3 separate regions of the Mus musculus genome follow, and all the other regions are linked to region 3. Evidence: chromatin contacts called from public HiChIP or PLAC-seq and promoter capture Hi-C data. All regions are on one chromosome and are shown on one strand. The core of a region is the stretch at or near the end of the contact, and the rest is flanking DNA. Distances in the headings are between cores, read along the strand shown.

Region 1 (3,783 bases), core at 1,243-3,742, 1.1 Mb after region 3:
ATTCCTGGGGGATGCCTGTTCCCACACAGCCTCAGTCTGCAGCCCAGGCTACTGCCCTGATCCATGTGCTAGAAGCCACATGGCTCATGATCCGTGTGCCTCATGTTCATGTCTGATCTCATCTTTCCCTGCCTCCTCCTCCTCCTGTATCCGTTCTCATTTCATCCATGTATTCATCTGTGCGCTCATTCCACTAGCACTTATTGAGCACCCATTGTGTGTCACACACACACACACACACAGAGAGAGAGAGAGAGAGAGAGAGAGAGACCCTGGAGATACACCTTGAGCAATGCGAATAAACCCAATGGCACCTTGATCTCTCCTGGCCAGGCCATGGGGCATCTGAGAGCTCCTTGCCTGTAATCATTCCCAAGTTCTGACAATGCCACCAACTGATTCTCCTGACTTTCTCCACGCCTTTCTCTTGGTCTCACGCTTACTGTCTGGATTCTAGACTTCTGTCTCTTGCTGGAATAACAGCCTCCTAACTACCCCCCCTTCCTTTTGCCAGTGCGTTCTCCTGTGAGCTGCCAGGGGGGATCTTTCTACAACCCAAATTAGATGCTGTCACTGCCCTACTTCAGACTTACCCATTGCTCCGCACTGCCCTCAGCAGAGATCCCAAGAGCTGATCTGGTTTTCAGAGTTTATAAGACCTACCAAGCTTGGGTGTCTCGTGATAACTACAGCCTCAGCTCTCACCTGTCCTTGATCTGACCCTGCCTGCACATAACCCTGTTCTGTATCTCTGTATCCTGAGAACATTCTAGGCTACTTTCCATCTGCTGAAAGTTGTCAAAGTCAAAGTGGAATCGCTTGGGTCATCAACCCCATCAAAGCCAGGAGATTATGAAACAAGGATTCCCAGTCATGGTGGCCTGAGAATAACTCTCCTCCTCTCTGTGCCTCTCTCTGTGTCTCTGTCTGTCTCTGTCTCTCTGTCTGTCTCTCTGTTTGTCTCTGTCTGTCTCTGTCTCTCTCTCTGTCTCTCTCTGTGTCTCTCTGTCTCTGTCTCTCTCTCTCTCTTACACACACACACACACACACACACACATACACACACACTGCCAGGACCACAACCTTACACAAAAGCCTTCAGCCTCCAGGCATAGTGGCACATGCCTTTAATCCCAGCACTTGGGAGGTAGAAGCAGATGGATCTCTGTAAGTTTGAGGCTAACCTGTTCTACATTGGGGGTCCTAGGCAAGCCAGGGTTAGGCAGTGAGACATGATCTAAAATATAAAACCTTAAATGTAAAAAGTCAACTTCAATATTACACAAGCAGGATGTCTCCAAGCACATCTGCTCGGTACCTGTCCATTCACCCTCAGAATGAGGTCATCATTGTTACTGCTTGTTGCAGACCAACAGTATTGTCTTAGGATATATTTTGTCATCCCCCCTCCCTTTTTTGCCTTTAAAAATTCCCCTTGCCTCAATCTCTTTGAATAGTCTCATAAACCACTGTGGCACATGTATCCTCCCACAGAGCTATTCCCAAATAAAGCTTGATTTCACATCCGTCTTAACCTCTTTATATTTCCCCAGGTCCAGCACACGCTGCTTCGCCGTCTACCTGACAACTCACACTCATATGTCAAGACTAAGCCCACAAGTTATTACCTACTATCAGCTACTCGGGATTCCCCAGGCGGACCTAAGACCTTCCTCCTCTGTTTGCCAATATTGCCCCTTTTCTGCCACACACCAGTAATTGTCAATTTCCATGCCTTTCTTTCTCTAGATCAGGGATTGGCAGACTTTTTCTTTGAAAAGCCAAATAGTAAATATTTTAGGCTTTGAGCTCTGCCACAGCAACTCGACTCGGCTCTTCTACTGCATTGCAAAGGCAGCCACAGACAATACATAAACAGATGAGCTTGGCTGTGTGCCAAGAAAACTTTATTTATGGACACCAAAATTTGAACTTGTGTAGTTTTCATTTGTCTGCTCCTGCTCTCTATGTGTGAGTCTCTCTCTCTCTCTCTCTCTCTCTCTCTCTCTCTCTCTCTCTCTCTCTCTCTCTCTCTCCCTCCTTCCCTTCTACCCCCCCCAACTCCCCAACCCCCAACCAAAGCATCAGAATCCTCTAGAGCCCTGGAGGGCTTTACACAAAGATGTCCCAGCCTCCCCCCACCCCCACCCCCACCCCCGAGTTTCTGCTGCCTTGCTGAGCCCAGGAGTTTGCCTATCTAATGATTCCCAGGTGCGAATACAAGAATTACAGCTCTGGGTGGCAGATTCAAAAAAAGCAGGCTAGAACCACCAGCACCAGGCAGCAAGGAACACAACTGGGCCTGTTTCAATAGGCACTGAGATATCTATTGAACAAATAACCAGATGTAGAGACAAGTATTTAGGCCTTGGAGTCAGGAAACGATAAAGCATGAATATCTGTCAGTGACGATAACACCTGCTTCCCAGCTCTGTTAAGATGTCCCAGTAAGAGACACACACTCAATCAACAAAATTGTGCTTTCCTCCCCTACGCCAGCTGAGGACCTCAATGCCCAGTCCCTTGACATTGAGAGAGAAGGGGAGGTCATGGGTCAACCCCTCTGCTGGCTAATGAAAGCCCCGCCTTCACGGGGTTGTATGGTCCTCCATACCACCTTACCCGCTCACACTTACCTCCTGCATGAGGTTGCGAAGGAAGATGGCCTTCTGCCTCAGTGGGTCGTGCACCAGTCCGTCCGAGAAAAAGATCATGCCCTGTGGGAAGTTGTGCTGGGACAGCCACGACACCACCCGCTGCTTCTGCATGTCCGGCCGCCCCGTGATGTAAAGGATCATGTAGCCCAGGTCCTGCCAGTGCCTGGCGAGATGGCATCGCTGGGTCCAGCTCGGCCCACCACAGGCCGCCCGCTGCCCAAGTTTCTGCCCTGACAGCTGCTGCCTCCCGGAGAAGCCAGCAGTAATGGTAAAGGGACTCTCAAGTCCTCGCCCCTGGTGAGTGGTGGACATTTGGATGGCCTGTGGGGACTAGCCCAACCTGATACCTCCCCTTTCTCTCTTCTGCTTCCATCTTCTCCACTAACAAGACAGCTTCCAGTACCACAGACCAGAGGCTTTGCACCCACCTTCAGTACCTGGTCCTTACCTTGGGCGCCATCTTTCCCCTGAACCACTACAAAGTCCTTAGTGGCCACTTTTTCCCTGGTCCTCCCACTTCGATCTGATCTTGTGTAACCTTGAACTACACACACACACACACACACACACACACACACACACACACACACACACCAGGCTCAGTTTCCCCATCTTACAGATGGGTTAATCATCCAAACACCCCAATGGGGCTATGTCAAGGATGAAGGCACTGATCCCAGAGCAGCTCGACATAGTCTGCCTGGCAGAGTTGGCTTCATTATCATCCCTGACTGTTTCCATGGAGATTTCTATAAACCACAAACCCAACCCTGTTGCTCCTTTGCTTGAAACCAGACCTGGCTCCCTAGTGCTAAAATAACATTTCAAGGCTTCCCTCTGCTCTTGGACTCTGTCCTGGTGAGTGGGCTCTTCCTATCTACATGAGGGTGTTCTGTCACCCCTGTAATAGCCCTGTACTCCTGACTCAGGACCCTCCTCTAAACAGCCAACATCCTTCTCTTCCAGGAAGCTCTCCTCACTTCTCAGGCAGAATCTTTATTCTGTTTCTTTACTGTTTTCTGTGGATGGCCCAGGGTATGGATAAGCCCAGACCTGGGTAGGTATTTTTGTGGCACTAGCCACCAACTGGATGCCACAGTGGGCTTTCTAAAGCCAGATGGTGATC
Region 2 (3,861 bases), core at 307-2,806, 1.3 Mb after region 3:
CTCTGCTCAGTATGTTTCCTCTGCCCCCCCCCCCGCGCCCCAATCCTAGGAGCCGGAATGATCCCCTTTTACTCCCAGAATCCAGTCACCCCATTGTACCCATCAAAGCACCCGGGGCCCGGAGAGCAAAGGGTCTTGCTGAAAGGCACAATGTGAAATGACTAGAAGCCCACCAGGGGACACCCCTCTCCTCTCAAAACCTTCCCTGAAGAGAGCCACTGTTTCTCAAACCTGCCTGTGGAGGGGAAGCAGGATCCGAGCAAGGTTTCCTGTCTGGGCTGAGAGTGAAAGGGTAGCCACATAAGGCTTCAAAGAGCCCTGGCCTCGCCAAACTGGCTGCACACAGCCTGACAGAGCCGGGGCCAGCGCTCCCGCCCTCCTCTGCTCTGCAGCCAAGGCCATTCATTCTCTCCCTTCCTCCCAGGAGCACCAGGAGGCCAGGGAATGGGACTCAGCTTCCCCAGCAACCGAGAGCCATGCCACCCAAGGCGTGAGCTCTGGGAATACGTCCTGCCTCCTCACACTGACTGCCTCAGCAGGCGGTGGGCAGTGCCCGACCTGCCTTTCAGGCTGCAGCAGGATTTGAACTCGAGAGTGGCTTCCTTGGCTTCCGAGCTAGAAAGAAATATAGATCATAGATGGGGAACCTGAGCTTCAAATATCAAGGCCAGATTATGGCAAAGGCATGATCCACTCTGTTCCTGTAGTTCCCTGCCTGAAGGCATCTACAGCTAGGAAATCTCTCTTTCCTAGAGAAGAGGCACAGAGGGAAAGAAAGCCCAGCCTTCAGAGTCTCTACTAGCTCGAGCATTATCTTTGAGCTGGACTAGCGTTGGTTGTGCACTCTGGGAGGAGATTTTGAGTCAGAGGCTAAGCCTGTCGAGGGGTCTGTGTGGTTCAGATCTGTTCTAACGTCCAGGTTTCCGTGTTTGCCCGGACGGCTCTTGCGCCCTGAAATCGGTGCACTCTAGGACGTGTTCACCTTAGGGTCTGTGCGTCCCTCGGATTCTTTGCAGAGCACCTCCTATCTGGTGCCTGGAGCGTCTGAGCACGCGTCCCAGGGGAGCTCGTCCCCACGGAGGAATCTATGCGTTCCAGCTCAGCGTTCCCGGGTTCCGTGCCCGTTATTGCACTGGGCACCCGGATTCCGCCAGGCTGCCCAGACACGCAACTGACCTTGTCAGGTATCAGAATGACGAGTGGAAGCATCAGGATCGGGGTGAAGAGCAAAATCGCAAAGGACTTGAACTTGGTCACACAAGTCTTCGCCGAATCCATCGCGTGAAAGGGAGACTGACTGGAGGGAGAAAAGATTGCGAGGCAGCTAGAAGCTTCACGAGCTTAAAAGGGGGACGCGCGGTCCCACCGGATTGGGGGCGGCTACAACTCCGCCCCCCATTGCCAGGCCTCCCTGCGGTCCTGGGGCGGAGCCACCCCTCGGGGTCTGTGGGGAGTGTCTGTCCCAGGACTCTGCCACCCCGCGGCAGAGTGAGGCGTTTGCAGATTTCAGTGCTTGGCACCAGCCCTCTATGGAGAGGACTGGACCCTGGCACCTCACCACTTGCCAGCCCGTTGGCGCTGCTCTGGTCCTCAGTACCATGCAGGGTGTGCCGGTCATTCTGCCAGCTTAAGCGTGAGGACCCTTTGTGTACTCTCACCTGCTCTCTCCTGGACTCCGGAATGTCCCAGATGAAAAACACCAGCCTGTAGGATTCTCAGGCTTCTCTCTCCAAAGCGTTCTCCTTCTCATCCCTATCCCGGAGGGGCGTCTCCTAGAGGCGATGGCCGAGCCCTGCGCCACCGCGGTCTTCTCACCTCCAAGATCCGCTGGCTTCCTCCTAGCGTTAGCCCGACTCTAGACATAGAACCCATTTCCCTCCTCGTGCCGTCTCCTACCCAGCGCACCGTAGGCGCTCTAGAGGGACCGCTAAGGAAGGCGGTCACTGTCCTCGCAGACCGAACGACTTTTACCCTCCAGCGAACGCGCTTGCGCAGGCCGGCCGTCTTTGCCCAGGCGCGGGTAGTTGCTGCCGCCCACTTACCAACCACCTCGCTAGTACCATTTTATGGTGGGAGACGGGGCCTTAGAAAAGAGGGGGCATAATCCTGCCAACCATCATCGAGGCATTCGTTCATTCATTAATCCTCCCCTTAACAGACCTGTGTGTAGTACCTGCTGTGCTAAGTCCTGTTTGGGACACCAACACAAGAGGGTGCAATGACATTATTGACACTTCGGTGAGTTCTTTCTCTTCTGCCTGCCTCTCATTCTCCTCTGGGGAGTCTTATCCACAGGCTACTTGACACATGGCTGAGTCCAGATTCCTGTACAGTCAGCTCTCACCACTGATCAAGATGCTATCTAGTTGCTGACATGGTTAGCGTGTTTACGACTAGGATGGCTGCTTCTGTTCTAAACATGGAAACCATCGGCGTACTCTGAACTATATACAACAGAGACCGACTATTAGCACGGCACTTACACTGTGTGTTAGGTGTTGCAAGCAATCCAGAGATGAAGTAAAGAATAGGTTATATGCAATTGCTACGAATTATATGAGACTAACCTCTCCTCCCTCTTCTCCACCCCTAGCCCTGCCACCACCACCACCAGGAAAGAACTACTGAATTCCCCACCTTCTCAGCCTGTGAATGTCGAAGGCCCTAAAACAGAACACACATTTGTATCAAGATTTTTGACTCTGTTCCTGTGACCTGCCTGTCACCTTGCCCTCAAGTCTGCAACTGCCTTCTTCAGGCCCTCTCTATTTTCGGTTTGTTTGCTTGTTTGCATCTATGTGGCCCTGGGCCCATCCCTTCCCCCAGGGCAATTAAAACTAGAGTTCCTGCTTTGGGGTGTGTGTGTGTGTGTGTGTGTGTGTGTGTGTTTCAAGACTCTATGTGTATGAGTATTTTGCATGCATATATATGTGTGTATCATTTGCATGTCTGATAACCCCAGAGTCAGAAGAGAGTGTCAGAGTCCCTGAAACTGAAATAATAGACAGTTGGGAACAGCCATATGGGTTCTGGGAAATGAACCCAGGTCCTCTTCCAGCAAGAAGAGTGAGTCCTGCTGTTAACCATGGAGCCAGCTTTCCAGCCTTTTGGAGTTTTTATTTAATCTTCGTTTTATTTATCACCATGTGCCCACTTAACACCCTTTACCAGGCCTCATTCAGGACGTTCACTCAAAGTCTGGGATCTACGATGCTGGTCAACCATTCTGCTGTAATTTAAGTGCTTTAAAGTCTATAAAGTGTGCGCTGCAGCTAAATGCCTGAATCCATACTCTGTCCCTGTGTGGCCTTGGTGGATGTTTCCATTCTGGATTCATCTTCTCATATATAGAATCAGATCAACTTTGATTCCCAGTAGTCGTTTTAAGACCCCCAAGTCAATGTTCTGAGTGTTTAAAGTAGCTCTGTGGCTTACAGTCAGCCATCAGTGGCATTCGCCCTTGCAATAATATGGGACACACTGTGGGTATCCTTGGGCAAAAGATCTTCCAAGTTCGAGGAAGGCTTCATAGAGGGGGGCAGCATTTGAGTGGAGACTTCAAGGTAAAGAATTTGCCAGGGAAAGCTAGTCAAAACCATCACAGAGTGTTCTCTCAAACATGGAGCTCAGATTTAAACTGTGTGTGTGTGTGTGTGTGTGTGTGTGTGTGTGTGTGTGTGTATTAACATATAAGGGGTCGTGAGACCAGGAAGATGCTGGAGGAGAAGGAGCACTACCAGAAGTGGAAAGAGAGCAACAGGATCCATAATGTGACATAAAAGTAGAAGGGAGGACTGTCTGGGAAGGGAAAGGAACCATGGGGCGGGGCGCCGCACAGAGAAGGCGACAGGGGAAGGGACA
Region 3 (3,581 bases), core at 103-2,602:
GCCCTTAGGTCCAGACTGGGCACAGCATCCCTCATTAGTAAGCCAGTGACTGCGCTTGTGGCTCCCAGACTCCCCTCTACACACCCTGGAGCTGCTTCAGGCCTCCTTAATAACCAAGCCCAGAAGTCTGTATTCATTCAGAGAATGCACTCCCTGGAACCTAAGAACTTTTCCAAGTAAATGCTTTCTTAAAAGCCATTTTATTGGCCAGCTGTGGTGGCGCACACCTTTAATCCCAGCACTCGGGAGGCAGAGGCAGGCGGATTTCTGAGTTCGAGGCCAGCCTGGTCTACAGAGTGAGTTCCAAGATAGCCAGGGCTACACAGAGAAACCCTTCCTCGGAAAAAAAAAAAAAACAAACAAACCCAAAAAAGAAAAGCCATTTTATCAAAGTACTGGGCCTAAGCTGAGGCTCTCCTGGGGATGGCCAGGACAGGGTGCTGTAGTCAGGGATTCCCGACTTGAGAACCCAGAATACAAGCCCTGGGCCACTTACTTTTCTCCGGCAACTTTGCGCAATAATTTAGCCTCCGTGCCGTTCACCTCCAGCTCCCAATCTCCAGACATCTTGGGAAGGGACTTGTGTTTCTGGATCTTCTTTTCTTCCTTAATTTCATCAGTCAAGAATTCAACGAAGGCCTTGTCTCCTAAAAGAAAAGCCAAGATGACCCAAAGGGAGAAAAGCCGGTTACCGATAGACCGGACTGTATCCATTCTTACGACACTAGCCCAAATCACTCCTTAAAACGTCCGTTTCTCACTCTATAAAAAGAGCAGGATATACTTACTGAGCTGAACTGATATTTATCATGAGATGGTTATTTCTTATCATGGACTCACTACTATTACTTCCCATATTAAACAAAAGAATTCCCAATTATCCTCTTTCTGGTTCCAAAAGACATAACCAACAACCACACTTTGAAACCACGACCCTACGGACTTTGCTAAGCCACATTTCCAAGACGCGAGAAGGGGGGGGAAGCTTTCGATCACGAGGGTCTGTTCCAAGCTGGGTGGCCGCACTCCGACTAGGGTGCGTGAACCTTACCTTCCGTGTGCAGAGCGCCACAGCCGCACGCGCAGGGAACCGGGGGCTGCAGGAGGCCAGAGCGCCGAGCCGAGCCGGCCCGTACGCTGAGCAAACCGAAGGGCCGGAGGCATGGCCGGGGCGCGGGCTGCAGGAGATGCCGAAGCGGCTGGGCCGGGATGGCGGTTCGGAGGCCGGAGGCGGCGGCGCCGAGGGCGCGGGGCACGCAACGCAGCAGAGGGAGCATCGCGGGGCGGACACGTGCAGAGGGAAGGACGACCGGGCCAAGGCACCGTGTGACCTCGCGCGCTGCCGGAAGCCCCGCCCTCGCCCGGGGAAGCGCTTTCCACCCCAGAGGACTGCAGTCATCCGGGCCGGACCGCGCCCTCTGCTGGGAGCCGCCAGTGCAGTCGGGGAGGCCTTGACTCAGCTACCTTGACCACCATGTCTCCCTTGCTGCCCACTCTCCCCAATTCACCTGCTTTTCTCAATCCACACCAAGCTTTGTTACCGCGGAATGCGTTCAGGTTCACCCCAACTCGCGCAAAACCGTATATTCAAAGATCACTTAACGATCTTCTGAAACCGACTAATTCTGGAAAGCCCAGGCTGACCTGCACGCAGTTGCTGTGGAGTGGACATCCTGGCCTCATTAGACATTAGATCCAGAATCCCAAGAACAGGATGAAGGATTTATGTTGGAAACCTTTGCACGCCCTAACAATTCATGGGCCAGTTTTAATGGACCATCGGTTTCCTGGGAGCAGGAATATATGGCTTACATCATAGGCGAGGCCCTTGGTCTTGCGAAGATTATATGCCCCAGTACAGGGGAATGCCAGGGCCAGGAATCGGGAGTGGGTGGGTTGGGGAGCAGGGGGAGGAGGAGGGTTTAGGGGATTTTTGGAGAGGAAACTAGGAAAGGGGATAGCATTTGAAATATCTATTAAAAAAAAAGAATCAAGGATAAGAGGCTGGAGATATGGCTCAGTGATTAAGAGCATTGTTGCTCTTGCAGAAGACTAGAGTTCTAGTTCCAGCATCCACATGCCTGCTCACAACTATCTAACTTCAGTTCCAGGGCAGCAGATACCAAAACACTCAAAGGTATTTAAAAAAAAATCAATCAATCAACCAATCAACAAAACCACTCCCCTCCCCAAACAAAACAAAACAAAACAAAAACCAACCAAATCACTCACACACACCCCAAAACAAACAACAAAAGCCCTGCTCATGCATTATAGTCCCAGCATCAGGGAGGTAGGCAAACAACTGAGTTTGAGACCTGCCTGGTCTACACAGCAGGTTCCAGAACAGTCAGGGTCACATGAAAAAGACTTCTCAAAAAAAAAAAAAAACAAAAGTAAATGCTGGATACCAAGACTTATCGAATGAATGGCAGTAAGAATAATGTTTAATATTCTAAACAGCATTCTTTAAATAAGGGAAAGGAGGCCCAACAAAAGAGGCCACACAGATCATTATACAAGATTCAGTTTTTATGGATTTGATAGTCAAAAGCAAATTTCGAGCATTATATACTAGAACTGTTCTTTTATGTTTGAGACCAGAGAGAACAGAGCACATGTCCAAATCCGCTTGTCAGTTTTCTACACTACAGCAGTCTATAGAGAATTGTTTCCCCACCGGTATAGTCTAGTTTATGTGCTCAAGGAATGGCATCTTAGATGCGCGGCCACAGTTCCAAACAGACCCTGGTAGCTGGAGCACAAGGATTTGTGCCACAGTAAATACTTTGCTGTTTTGGAATCCTGTTATAAGAGATGCAAATGTTCTCACAGGGATCCTGGTAATGGAACTGGTGCCCCGGGTGTCGCAGGCCACGGTTACCAAGAAGATAAACCCCTGCAGCACGCAGGGCTGTTGTGGAAGTTCATCTGTCTGTTGGAGGCTATTCTGTCCAGGCTGGAGTCTTCAGGTTGGAGAGTTTGCCAACTTGAAAAGTAGCTCAGGTTGTACTGCAGCAAAACCACAAAACATTTCACTTTCTTAAGAAAGCTTGAAGAGAGCTGTCCCTTTGGCTGAAGATAAGCATTAATTTCTTCGTAGTGATCTGTGGAGTCAGAATGGGGCTCCCACCTCATGTAATCCCTGAGCAGCTGTGTTGAATAGTAATTTTTAAAAAAGCTTAATAAAAAACTAAATATTCTATTAAAATCCCCCCACAATGTTAGAATGATAAACATATTTCTATACAGAAACATTGGGTCCTTAGAAACTGTATCCATCACTCCCTTTTCTGGGAGGTCCCAGTCCTCTGCAGCAGTCCCTCCAGGGTAAGGTCCTAGGCCTCACCCTGGAGCCAGTCACTGCAAGCTACTGTTCCCATGACCCAGAAAAGACCTCGATAGTTTACTGTTAGTTTACAGTGGAACAGAAACTGTTAATTGCTGGGGAATATATTGCCTCCTTGTTTTCTTTAACTAGCACGATGAATGTTCTTTTCAAAATACAAAAGTTCCTCTTACCAAGCAAGGCTAAATAAACCTTGCATAAATACAAAAAATACACTGAAAAAGAAAGCACA

What was found. Promoter capture Hi-C pulls out the DNA fragments that hold promoters and counts their contacts. HiChIP or PLAC-seq counts read pairs in DNA pulled down with a chosen protein or histone mark.
Region 1: a promoter capture Hi-C map of cranial neural crest shows a contact between it and region 3. The contact joins the enhancer-like site here to the promoter of C1qbp in region 3. A contact is called at or near these places in 5 of 39 promoter capture datasets (cranial neural crest, embryonic stem cells, pre-B cells and 1 more), 1 of 484 Hi-C or Micro-C datasets (embryonic stem cells) and 5 of 115 datasets of contacts at active chromatin or transcription factors (the NIH/3T3 cell line, embryonic forebrain, embryonic hindbrain and 2 more).
Region 2: an H3K27ac HiChIP or PLAC-seq map of embryonic stem cells shows a contact between it and region 3, with 3 times the contacts expected there. The contact joins the promoter of 1700051A21Rik here to the promoter of C1qbp in region 3. A contact is called at or near these places in 2 of 39 promoter capture datasets (hippocampal neurons and stem cell-derived epiblast-like cells) and 2 of 115 datasets of contacts at active chromatin or transcription factors (embryonic forebrain and embryonic stem cells).

The regions. Positions count from the first base shown.
Region 1 is chr11:72,053,494-72,057,276 of GRCm38.p6, forward strand. Pitpnm3 (PITPNM family member 3) reads right to left here. Exons shown (of 20, transcript NM_001024927.2): 18 at 2,637-2,820. It overlaps Gm46286 (a long non-coding RNA gene), which reads left to right. Exons shown (of 3, transcript XR_001780248.2): 3 at 1,554-2,035. Among named protein-coding and RNA genes, the nearest start is that of Gm46286, 4.2 kb to the left of the region's middle. Within about 2 kb of position 2,493, at least 2 of the 459 cell types and tissues checked have an H3K27ac peak or open chromatin away from gene starts, as enhancers often do.
Region 2 is chr11:72,265,288-72,269,148 of GRCm38.p6, forward strand. 1700051A21Rik (RIKEN cDNA 1700051A21 gene) reads left to right here and starts at 1,557. Exons shown (of 2, transcript NR_045922.1): 1 at 1,557-2,238; 2 at 2,594-3,269. Slc13a5 (solute carrier family 13 (sodium-dependent citrate transporter), member 5) reads right to left here and starts at 1,317. Exons shown (of 12, transcript NM_001004148.4): 1 at 1,177-1,317. The coding sequence starts at 1,278.
Region 3 is chr11:70,981,674-70,985,254 of GRCm38.p6, forward strand. C1qbp (complement component 1, q subcomponent binding protein) reads right to left here and starts at 1,353. Exons shown (of 6, transcript NM_007573.2): 1 at 1,052-1,353; 2 at 497-647. The coding sequence starts at 1,277. Dhx33 (DEAH (Asp-Glu-Ala-His) box polypeptide 33) reads right to left here. Exons shown (of 12, transcript NM_178367.4): 12 at 2,418-3,581.